Linked DNA regions of Gossypium hirsutum: region 2 is linked to region 1. A link is a contact called in public Hi-C data. All regions are on one chromosome and are shown on one strand. Each heading gives the region's core, a stretch centred on a gene start, on an enhancer-like site or on the middle of the called end of the contact. The rest is flanking DNA. Distances are from core to core; before and after follow the strand shown.

Region 1 (4,899 bases), core at 2,095-4,594:
TATAACCAGCTCCTTGTTGGAAGCGAAAACATTACCATTTACCTCATTTGATACTACATAATTTAAACTCAGCTAACAGTTAGGTCGAATCATACATCACACTATCCCAGATTAATGAGCCATGTATTTCAAGATTCAACACAGGCTCTATTCATTCCTAGAATCGAATAAACCGTAGCTTTGATACCACTAAATGTAAAACCCCTTATTTGTTTGGTTGCAAGACCTGAGCTACAGAGTGCTACAGTTAAAGCCAAAACAAAACACATTCAACTCACATCAATTATTTCAAATAATCATGGAATTTATTCATAAATACACAATTAACATTCAAATTATACATGAATCATACAATCAAAATCATTTCAATGCATAATCACCCAATATAAATCTTTCTCGGGCCTTATACAAGCTTATGTATTCACTAGTACCAACCTAAAAATTAACTAGGACTAATTTGCAACATTTTTGAAATTATAGATCAATTATATCATAAATAAAACTTTTCCATAATCAATCATGTCATAAAACATTCAAATATTATGAAATACATTTAAATATGAGCCTTAAATAAGCTTACGAAAGCTCAAAAATTGGCCCGAAAACACATAGGGATCAAATCATAATATTTTAAAAAGATAAAGGAAATTATGCAACATAGGGGTCACATGGTTGTGTGTCCAGGTTGTGTAACTCACTAAACACGTGTGGATCAAATTTCAAATTTGATAAAAAATCACACGGCCATGTGACAGACTGAAACCGTGTGATACATATACTTCTTAATTTCTAAAGAGCACACGACCGTGTCACTAGCCTGTGTTTGACACATGGCCGTGTCTCAAACTGTGTGGTGCAAAAATAAGTCACTACATGCATAGCTCAATTAACCTATTCAAAGGGACCTAAAATGCACATTTAGCCAACACAAATACTTGTTCAAACATACACTTTCCATGCCAAAAATACAACTTGTAACTCCTCCCTAAATACCTAACCAATATGCCACATTGGCACCACCACAATAAAGATCTAAGAAACTTTCAGACCATTCATCCAATTCAAATAGGCATATAAGCTTATGTTAAAACTTTCAATTTATCAGAATAACTTGTCAAAATCTCACATACGAGACATGTGCAAGAATCCCACAACTTTCAAATAGGGTTCAATCATATGCGACAATCTTGTAGATAGATTTTGCATATACGTCTCCAAAATAAAATCTTCGGCGTGATTATAAAAAATACAAAAAATAAATAAAATTTAATCTTTTTAACAACTTAATAATGAACTTAAATAAAATTATAAAAATTAAAAATATTTTCTTACCATTTACAGTTGAATCGCGAAAATGTGGTTTTCATCGAAACGAATAATAGTATTTGTCATTCCAAAACTAAATTAAAATGAATAAAAAACAGAATTAAATCAAGAACTTAAGAGAATTTTAATTAAAATTTTAGAATTAAATTCTTGAAAGATTTGAGAGAATTAAGAGAATTGACAGAAATGGATTTGAATGAAAACATGAGGAAAATATTTGGGTTTATATAGAAATAAAAACTAGTCGTTTTTTATGGTCATTGGCAATTGGACCGTTGGGGGAGGTTACCGTTGGGTGAAAAAGCGTCCAGTTGGACGTATTTCCCCCTTTCTCCAAGATTGGCCTATTCTGGTAAATATGTTACAAATTGGCCTAATCACTTAATTAATTTTTAAAATTGACATTTTTGCCTAATTTAGCCTCTCTCTTTTTTCCCTTCCCAAGAAACCTTAGAGACCGCTGCTCTTTCAGCCGCCGTCGATGGTCCACTACGGCCAATAATGCCACAAAAAAGAACCTCTCTTTTACCCCTTTAACCTTTTTCTTCCTTTCATCCATTGCCGCTGTGAATCATCGTGGTCCCCCATTTACTGCCGCTATCTTGGGCGGAAAACAACACCAATCAAATCCTCTTCCTCGCTTGTTTTTATTATCTGAAATGATTCCCTCCAATATGAAGGTATAATATGTATAGTTAGGTTATATTTCCTTACAAAAGCAATATGATTGCGGGACACGCTATAAATAATGTTAAATGGTTCTGGAGGGCTATCAATTTAAAGTATAGGAGTATGCATTCTTGCAAAAAAGCAAATGAAATCAAAGAGACCAGTATTGTCGTGTTTTACAAATAAAATCGAAATGATATACTAAAATATGGTATAATCTTATATAGAAGAAAAATATATTGAAAAACCCTAAACGATAAATTAAAATACTATATATATAACATTGTTGATGCAGAAGCTTGATCGGAGGAAGAAAGCCCAGGCTTGGCGCAAGCTCACATGATGGTAGCGCAAGATCCCCATCTTAATTCATGAGCAAAATTTGATAGACTTGGTCCAAGTTGAGTGTCATGTTTCACACCCTAAACTTTGGTTAGCACTTTTAACTTAGGTAAGATTTAGCATCTGAAAAAAAAAATTTAGCTTTAACTGACAATGTTTTTTTTTAATTTTGATTTATGTAATGATACGACACTCTAATATTGCATCACATCATCATTTAAATATTTTATAAAATTATAATTTTTAAGCGATAATATGATGATACAATATCAAATGTGTCAAATGAATAAAACTGAAAAAGTTGTTAAGTTTGAAGATTAACGAAAATAATTCAAAGACTAAGTAGAGGAAAATTATCAAAATCATGACTTTATCTCTTTTTCTAAGGTTTAATAAGTAGAGGAAAATTATCAAAATCATGACTTTATCTCTTTTTCTAAGGTTTAATATATCATTTGGTACTTGAATTTGATATATTTTTTTAATGTGGTACCTGGGTTGTTTTTTGGTCTAATTTGATATCTATATTTGACAAAAGTTATATTTTTTTTATACCCAAAGGTTACAATGCTAACTTTTTTATTTGGATTTTAGGATTCATTTAATGAAAGTTAATTGCTAATAGTATTATGTTTGAATTTTTTATGATTTTGTTAATAGAATAAATGTAGTGTTAATTGTGAATTTATTTAATTTTCCATTTAATTTGTCAAATATAATCTAATTAATGTGAATTAATTCAGGTTTAGGATTGATATGATGAAAGTTAATTGCTAATATTATTAGCTAATAATTTTTATAAAATCAATTCCAAAACTTGAATTAAAAATTAAAAAATTAATATTGATACTTTCATGTACCTAAATATATATAATTTTTGTCAAATATAAAAATCGTATATTACAATAAAAAAAATTCAAACTAAAATACCAAATTAAATGGTAAATTAAAAGATAATTAAGTGTAACGTTTTTGCTGTATTAAAAGGAAGGTACTATAGTTTAGATGCACTATTGAATTTGTGCAGACAATTATTAGCCACACAAATGAGTTGAGATGAGGAACAGTCCTAAAGACATGATCAAAAAGCCTCTCATCTCACTTCCAACGTGTCATGCAATGAGTGGCAGAGATCTCAGAACTCATTCCACCTCACCACCATTTCATCATTCAAAGTGCACCTTCCAAAGCTAAGGGTCTCTGAGCCTTGTTGTCATCCAATCAATTCCAACAAAAATCCTCCATTGTTGATGGTTCAAGCCTTTCCATCATACATTTGACACCCATCTCTTTGCATAAAAATTATGCAAATGAGGACCCTCAATGCAGCAACTCCAAGTTTGACACCTCTCTCGGTTCTTTCTGAGACAAGAACCGAGGCCAGAAAAGCACCATTGCTCCCCATTGCTTCACCACTCAAACTACCCAACTCCCCAGCTTTTATTAAGACCCAACCAGCTTTGCACCAGTGTTTGTCAAGAACCTTGCATGGTGGTTTACTGCTTCTGTCATCACTTCTCCCCAATGGTTTCGCTAAAGCCTTGTCATACGAGGAAGCCCTACAGCAGACGACGGGATCCTCCTCGTCTGTTAATTTTGACCCAAATGGGATCCTTGATACCGTCGTCAGTTTTGCAACTGAGAATCCCACGGTTGTAGCTGGTGGCACCGTTGCTTTAGCAGTTCCTTTGATTTTGTCTCAGCTGTTAAAGAATCCAAAGCCATGGGGAGTTGAATCTGCAAGGAGTGCTTACGCCAAGCTAGGTGACGATGCCACTGCTCAGTTGCTGGACATAAGGCCTCTCAAGGAGTCTAGAGATGTTGGTAGCCCTGACATTAAGGGATTTGGGAAGAAACCGGTGTCAATTGCCTACAATGGTGAAGATAAACCAGTGTTCTTGACAAAACTGTCTTTGAAATTCAAGGAACCTGAAAATACAACCTTATTCATTATGGACAAGTAAGCTTCTGAAAACCCTATGCCTCGTATATATTTGTTCATATATGAATTCCCAGCATTGTCTATGAAACCTTCGTTTCTAGTTAAGGATCCACTCTTATTGATGATTGTATCACTGTATCTGAGATTAAATGGTTTGTGTGTTGGTTGTGGAGGAAGAATGTAGAACTGAATATGCCTATATGGAGGCTCATTGGCCTTAAGCTACACAATAGAATATGGCCATTACCTCTTTCTTAATTGATCCTGAGTTCCTAACCCATAAATTAACTGCATTTTGTTCCAAGGGTTGAAGGTTTCTAAATTGATAGGCCATACGTTCTTAACTGTTAAAATGTGTCTTTAAACATATGTAAGCATTGGCTGACAAATATTTTATTTGTAACTATATGCATTTTGTTTGTAGGGAAGATGAAACTAGAACTTTCATTTGATTCATCTTCTAATATTGCTTTAAATTTGTGTTGAAAGCCAGATTTGATGGGAATTCTGAACTGGTTGCGGAGTTGGTCACTGCAAATGGATTCAAAGCTGCTTATGCAGTCAAAGATGGTGCTGAAGGACCACGGGGATGGGTGGTATGTGCTGTTCTAAATCAATTT
Region 2 (4,872 bases), core at 283-2,782, 440 kb after region 1:
ATAATTTTTCAAAACAACATGCATTAAACCAATCAAAGCATGCATATATTATATATTTATATATATAAATGAAACATACGAAACTAAAGCATGCATATATTATATATTTATGTATATAAATGAAACATACGAAACTATGAACTTCTTTTCCAATTTTTTTTAACTAAATGTCATACAGATTTATTATTTATTCATTTAACAGAAATTGAAACATAGGACAATGAAGAATGAAAAAAAAATATTGACTTTAACATGATCATTCACTGAAGTAAAATATTTTAAACTCTATAATTAAATTTATCAATTTGAAAATCACCCAAATTAAAAATTAAAATAAATCCCTAAAATTTTAATATGAATTCAAGATAATCAAGATATTAAAAAAATACTTTAATATAAACCTTCAAAGATGTTATCCGAAATATAAAACCCATGAAATTTTATAAATCAATCATTCAAATGAATAACCTTAATCAATTCCCAATTATTTAATATGTTCGAGGCTCGGATGTCACTTGTTAGAATTATTAATTAAGATATGATATAAAATTTAATAAATCATACATCAGGATCTTCTCATGTCAAATCATTAAGAACAAAATAAGAATAAAACTAGATGCAGAAGCATACCTAAATCCATAAATTCCTTGAAGTTTTTCCTGATCTTGGGAATTTGATCTTCCAAATTAGCACACAAGAAATTCAGAGAATATTGCTCTCTCTTTCTTAAGGATGGGATATTAGAAAAGATATCTTGTATATAATTTGGGGACCATAACCCTAATATTTATAATCTTGTCATATTAGTACTAATTTCTAATTAGCCCATCATTAATTAGAATTTGATTAGAACTCAATTGCTAAAATATTTACACGTATTTGACCCATATTTTATTTAATAATTAAAGCACAATAAAACATTAACCAAATTAGATCACTTTTAATTTGGTCTAACATATCATGATAGTAAATAATAATAACATGTAATTATTCTTATTATATATGTGATGTCCATATTTTTCAACACGTTCTTCATAGGATAAATCATGGCAACCAACCATTTCTGTATTAAAGGTCGAAAAGAAATGTATGGCCCAACTATACGAAATTTTGATTACGTCACTTGGGCTCCAAAATTTTTCCTGAAAAATAAAATGATTGTGATTCCTCCATATGTGCCAAGCAAGAATTCTAAAAAGGCATGCCCAATTGATTCCTCCCTCATGGATCATAGTATTATCTTACACATTAAAAAGAATCCAATCGAAGTATTAAAATTCATATTTTAACAAAACTAGACTTGAACAATTTTATTTAACTAAATTAAAAAAAATTAAAATGATAAATATTTTTTAACAGCTTTCAAATTAAATGGTAAATTTTCGATAAAATTCAAGTTATATTTTTATATAAAAAAATACCTTGATTTATAGAAAAATTAATATACCTTGAGTGAAAGTTTTTGACGATAATCAAAGTCGTGATAACCCGCCCATTTAAAAGGTGTAGCTAGTGGGCTATGACCCCTTATTACTCAAAACATGGATTGCATATAGATAGGGAACGAACCAATCATAATCCTCCTTCAAAAATCTTATCCACCTGTCAATCACTCCATTCGTCTGCCACCAAAACCTCACCCACACTAATAATACCATTTTTTATTATTACTTTTAGGTAATTCAAACATTCAGACAAAAATAAATTAGAAAACGAATTTTTTCTAAGAAGAGCTTTTTTTTTTTTTTTTTTTGAAAGCAAGGAAGAATACTACTGTGAAAGAAGGCAGCAAAAGGAAAGGAAAGGATAGGATTTGTAGCGTTCAAGAGGGCGCTTATCTATCTCAGAAATAGCAGTAATTAATTTTTGAGGAAAAAATGGCGGCAGCAGCAGCATCAGCTTCCATGTCGGCCACCGCCGTCTTGATTCCACGTGTTCCTGCAGCCGTTAGAACAACCCACTGTTCCGCCTTGCCGCCTGTCCCTCCTCGCGTTTCCACCGCTTCCTTTTCCTCGTCCGTTAAGCTAACTCCAGGTACTGCTGTTAACATTCTCCCTTTTAACGCCTCACTTCACTTGCCTGCTCTTCCTTTTGTTTGATTTTACTGAATGAAAATGAAAGCTTAATGGTCATAGAAGTTAAGAGTTCACTTCTATATCCTGTTCTTCCAAACACCATATTCGGAATTGAGATTGGTTTTTTCGGAAATGAAATCATTGGTGGTGGGTGTAGGATCAGAAACGTTATATTGGTGACAATCACACGTGTTAAGAGTAGTTGCAGTAAACTAATTATGGAGGCTTTTGTCTGAAAAAATGGGTCAATCTTTTGGACGATAATATGGGAGTTGGGACCCCAAATTTCAAATGGGGATGAATTGGTACCAATTCAAGTATGGGATAGAATGCAAGTAACAACTCTGGATGAATGTCGGACATGTTCGTATAACATGAATAGATAGGTAAAACAACTATGAAGTGGTCTAATATATAGCGCTCTTCCTTTATAATGCCACAACAACAAATAGTTTTATTTGGTTGTCTCTGTCATAGTATATGCATTTGACTTTGAGCTACGTATTCCTTGGCCTTCTATTTACCCTGTTGTTTTTGGTACAGAATCCCGGAGGTTTCCTTTTCTCCAAACAAAAGCAACAGAAGACACCTCTGTCGATACCGGGGAGCTTTTTGATGACTTGAAAGAAAAAGTGAGAAAATGGTGGCCTGCACATAATCAATTTCTTGCTCTTTTAACCTGCTGAACTGAGTGCCTGACTTGGCTTGTTTTTTCGTGGTTTTCTAGTGGGATAAAGTTGAGAACAAGACCACGGTTCTTCTTTATGGTGGTGGGGCAATAGTTGCCGTTTGGCTATCATCTATTCTTGTTGGCGCCATTAACTCAGTGCCCTTGGTAAGTGGAACTCTTCATGCTACACTTTATAACTTGTTTTATATGCTAATCCTATCTGAAATCAATGCATTTCTGTGCTTCTCAGCTTCCAAAGATAATGGAGTTGGTTGGACTTGGATATTCAGGATGGTTTGTCTATAGATACCTTCTCTTCAAGGTAAGTTTTCAGTCAAATATATATGGTCCCATGTATTTTTTGTGTGGAATAATCCAAGTTCTTTATGGGTGAGCCACATCATTTAAACACTTGCAAATTGTTCAACTTGATAACTCTAAAGGGAAATTTACAAATGCATGAAGAGACAATGATGTATTTGATGGTTTTGAATCAGCATTTTTTTGTTGCAAGTGCTCACTTTGAACTTTTAAATCTAGCTTATATATTAGAGGTGGTGTTCAACTTAAAAGAGTGGATTAATTTACGATTAAAATCAAATTGGTTATCAGACTATAGTATCAGATCATATATATGAACACTAAAAGCCGTGTGCTAAAAACATGCGTATTACCTCAGTCAAGCAGGAAAGAACTAGCTACGGATATTGAGGCACTGAAGAAGAAGATTGCTGGAACTGAATAGATGTACAGGATTGGCAATGGCATGCTAATCTGGCCTTCTTGTATCCTCTAAAAGAGACATCTTTATTCTGTAATTGTAGGGATTCCTTGTATGAATTCTTGTCACCTTTATATTTCCCCTGTTCCTGGAATAAAACTTGTCAATTTTATGCGCATGCCTCTAGTTTTCCTACTACATATAAATGCCATGTTTAGTGCAGAGATATCCCATTTCTTCCATTAAAATGTACAGTGACTCGCCCTATTATCATGTCAAGGTTCATGAACTCTGCAGAAACAAAACAACAAATTCGAGCATGCAAATGCCAACACTTCTTAATATCTCTCAAGAAACCATAGTTAAATTGCAAATCTTTTCCTATACAACAGAGTCGCCTGAATGTCATTCTAAAGCTGGAGAAGCTTTCTAGAGGTAGGAGGAACCGATATATAACATTCATAGTTTAATATTAACCAGCTGCCACCAAATTCAATACCCAGATTGATATCATACTTGAGACTCACATTAGCACACAACTCTGCATCCCCCCCCCCCTGGGGCCCGAAAAAGAAAAGGTAACCATATCCAACACGTATTTGGACATTGATATTAGGAATAGGATCCTCTAGATATATGAAAAATTTTCAAAACAATTGAGTATACCCATATCCGGCACTCACCACCTAATCCTAATCAACATAACATAGACCATAATACATGAAATTGTCACCTATCATCTTGGTTATGGTCAAACAATGGTGATTAATGCCTTCCAGTAACAGCAATGGTTCTGGCTACAAAAAGCCAGAAACCAATATTCTTCAATTTCCATACAACAATAAAAATCTAACAAAAAGAAGAAAACATTGAAATCAAAACCATAATATTCCCACAAAACTTTGAAATCAAAGCCACCCTGCAATCAAATAGAACTCCCCAATGGAATAAAGGACTCAGACCACAACCACAATCAAAATCTTAACTAATTCTCAAAAGAAAATGATAACATGAAAGCAAATAAAACAAAATCCGCCAGCCAAACTCAAAAATCAACCCATACTAAATTGCAATATTCAGAAATGAGGACAAAATATGAAAACCCATGTCAAATTTAAAGAGAAAACAATGCCATTAACATAATAAAAGGTAAATCCATGTGTAATAACATAAATCCAGCATCCATTGTGCTTAATAAAGCATGACCATACGGCAAATATCACCACCATATCTTAAAATAAATTCAAAAATGACAAAAAAGAAGAAGAGAAATTTAAATCTTATCGATGTCCTCATCCTCGAACTCGATGTAGTCATCGCCTGCACCATCATCTTCCTCATCAATGCCGCCAGCAATCCCTTCATTCAACCTGGTATTCTCGGGTAGCTCACCATAAGCTTTGAGA

The links. Hi-C and Micro-C count contacts between places; a contact is called where the count stands out from the background.
Region 2: a Hi-C map of leaf shows a contact between it and region 1, with 2.4 times the contacts expected there. The contact joins the promoter of LOC107933524 here to the promoter of LOC107933531 in region 1. A contact is called at or near these places in 4 of 34 Hi-C or Micro-C datasets (leaf, petal and seedling).

Annotation. Positions count from the first base shown.
Region 1 is chrA08:102,224,087-102,228,985 of Gossypium_hirsutum_v2.1, forward strand. LOC107933531 (rhodanese-like domain-containing protein 4, chloroplastic) reads left to right here and starts at 3,345. Exons shown (of 9, transcript XM_016865766.2): 1 at 3,345-4,297; 2 at 4,773-4,875. The coding sequence starts at 3,642.
Region 2 is chrA08:102,666,424-102,671,295 of Gossypium_hirsutum_v2.1, forward strand. LOC107933524 (protein CURVATURE THYLAKOID 1A, chloroplastic) reads left to right here and starts at 1,533. Exons shown (of 5, transcript XM_016865757.2): 1 at 1,533-2,034; 2 at 2,619-2,707; 3 at 2,803-2,910; 4 at 2,996-3,067; 5 at 3,425-3,644. The coding sequence starts at 1,878. The coding sequence ends at 3,490. It overlaps LOC107933525 (eukaryotic translation initiation factor 1A), which reads right to left. Exons shown (of 1, transcript XM_016865758.2): 1 at 4,575-4,872. The coding sequence ends at 4,740.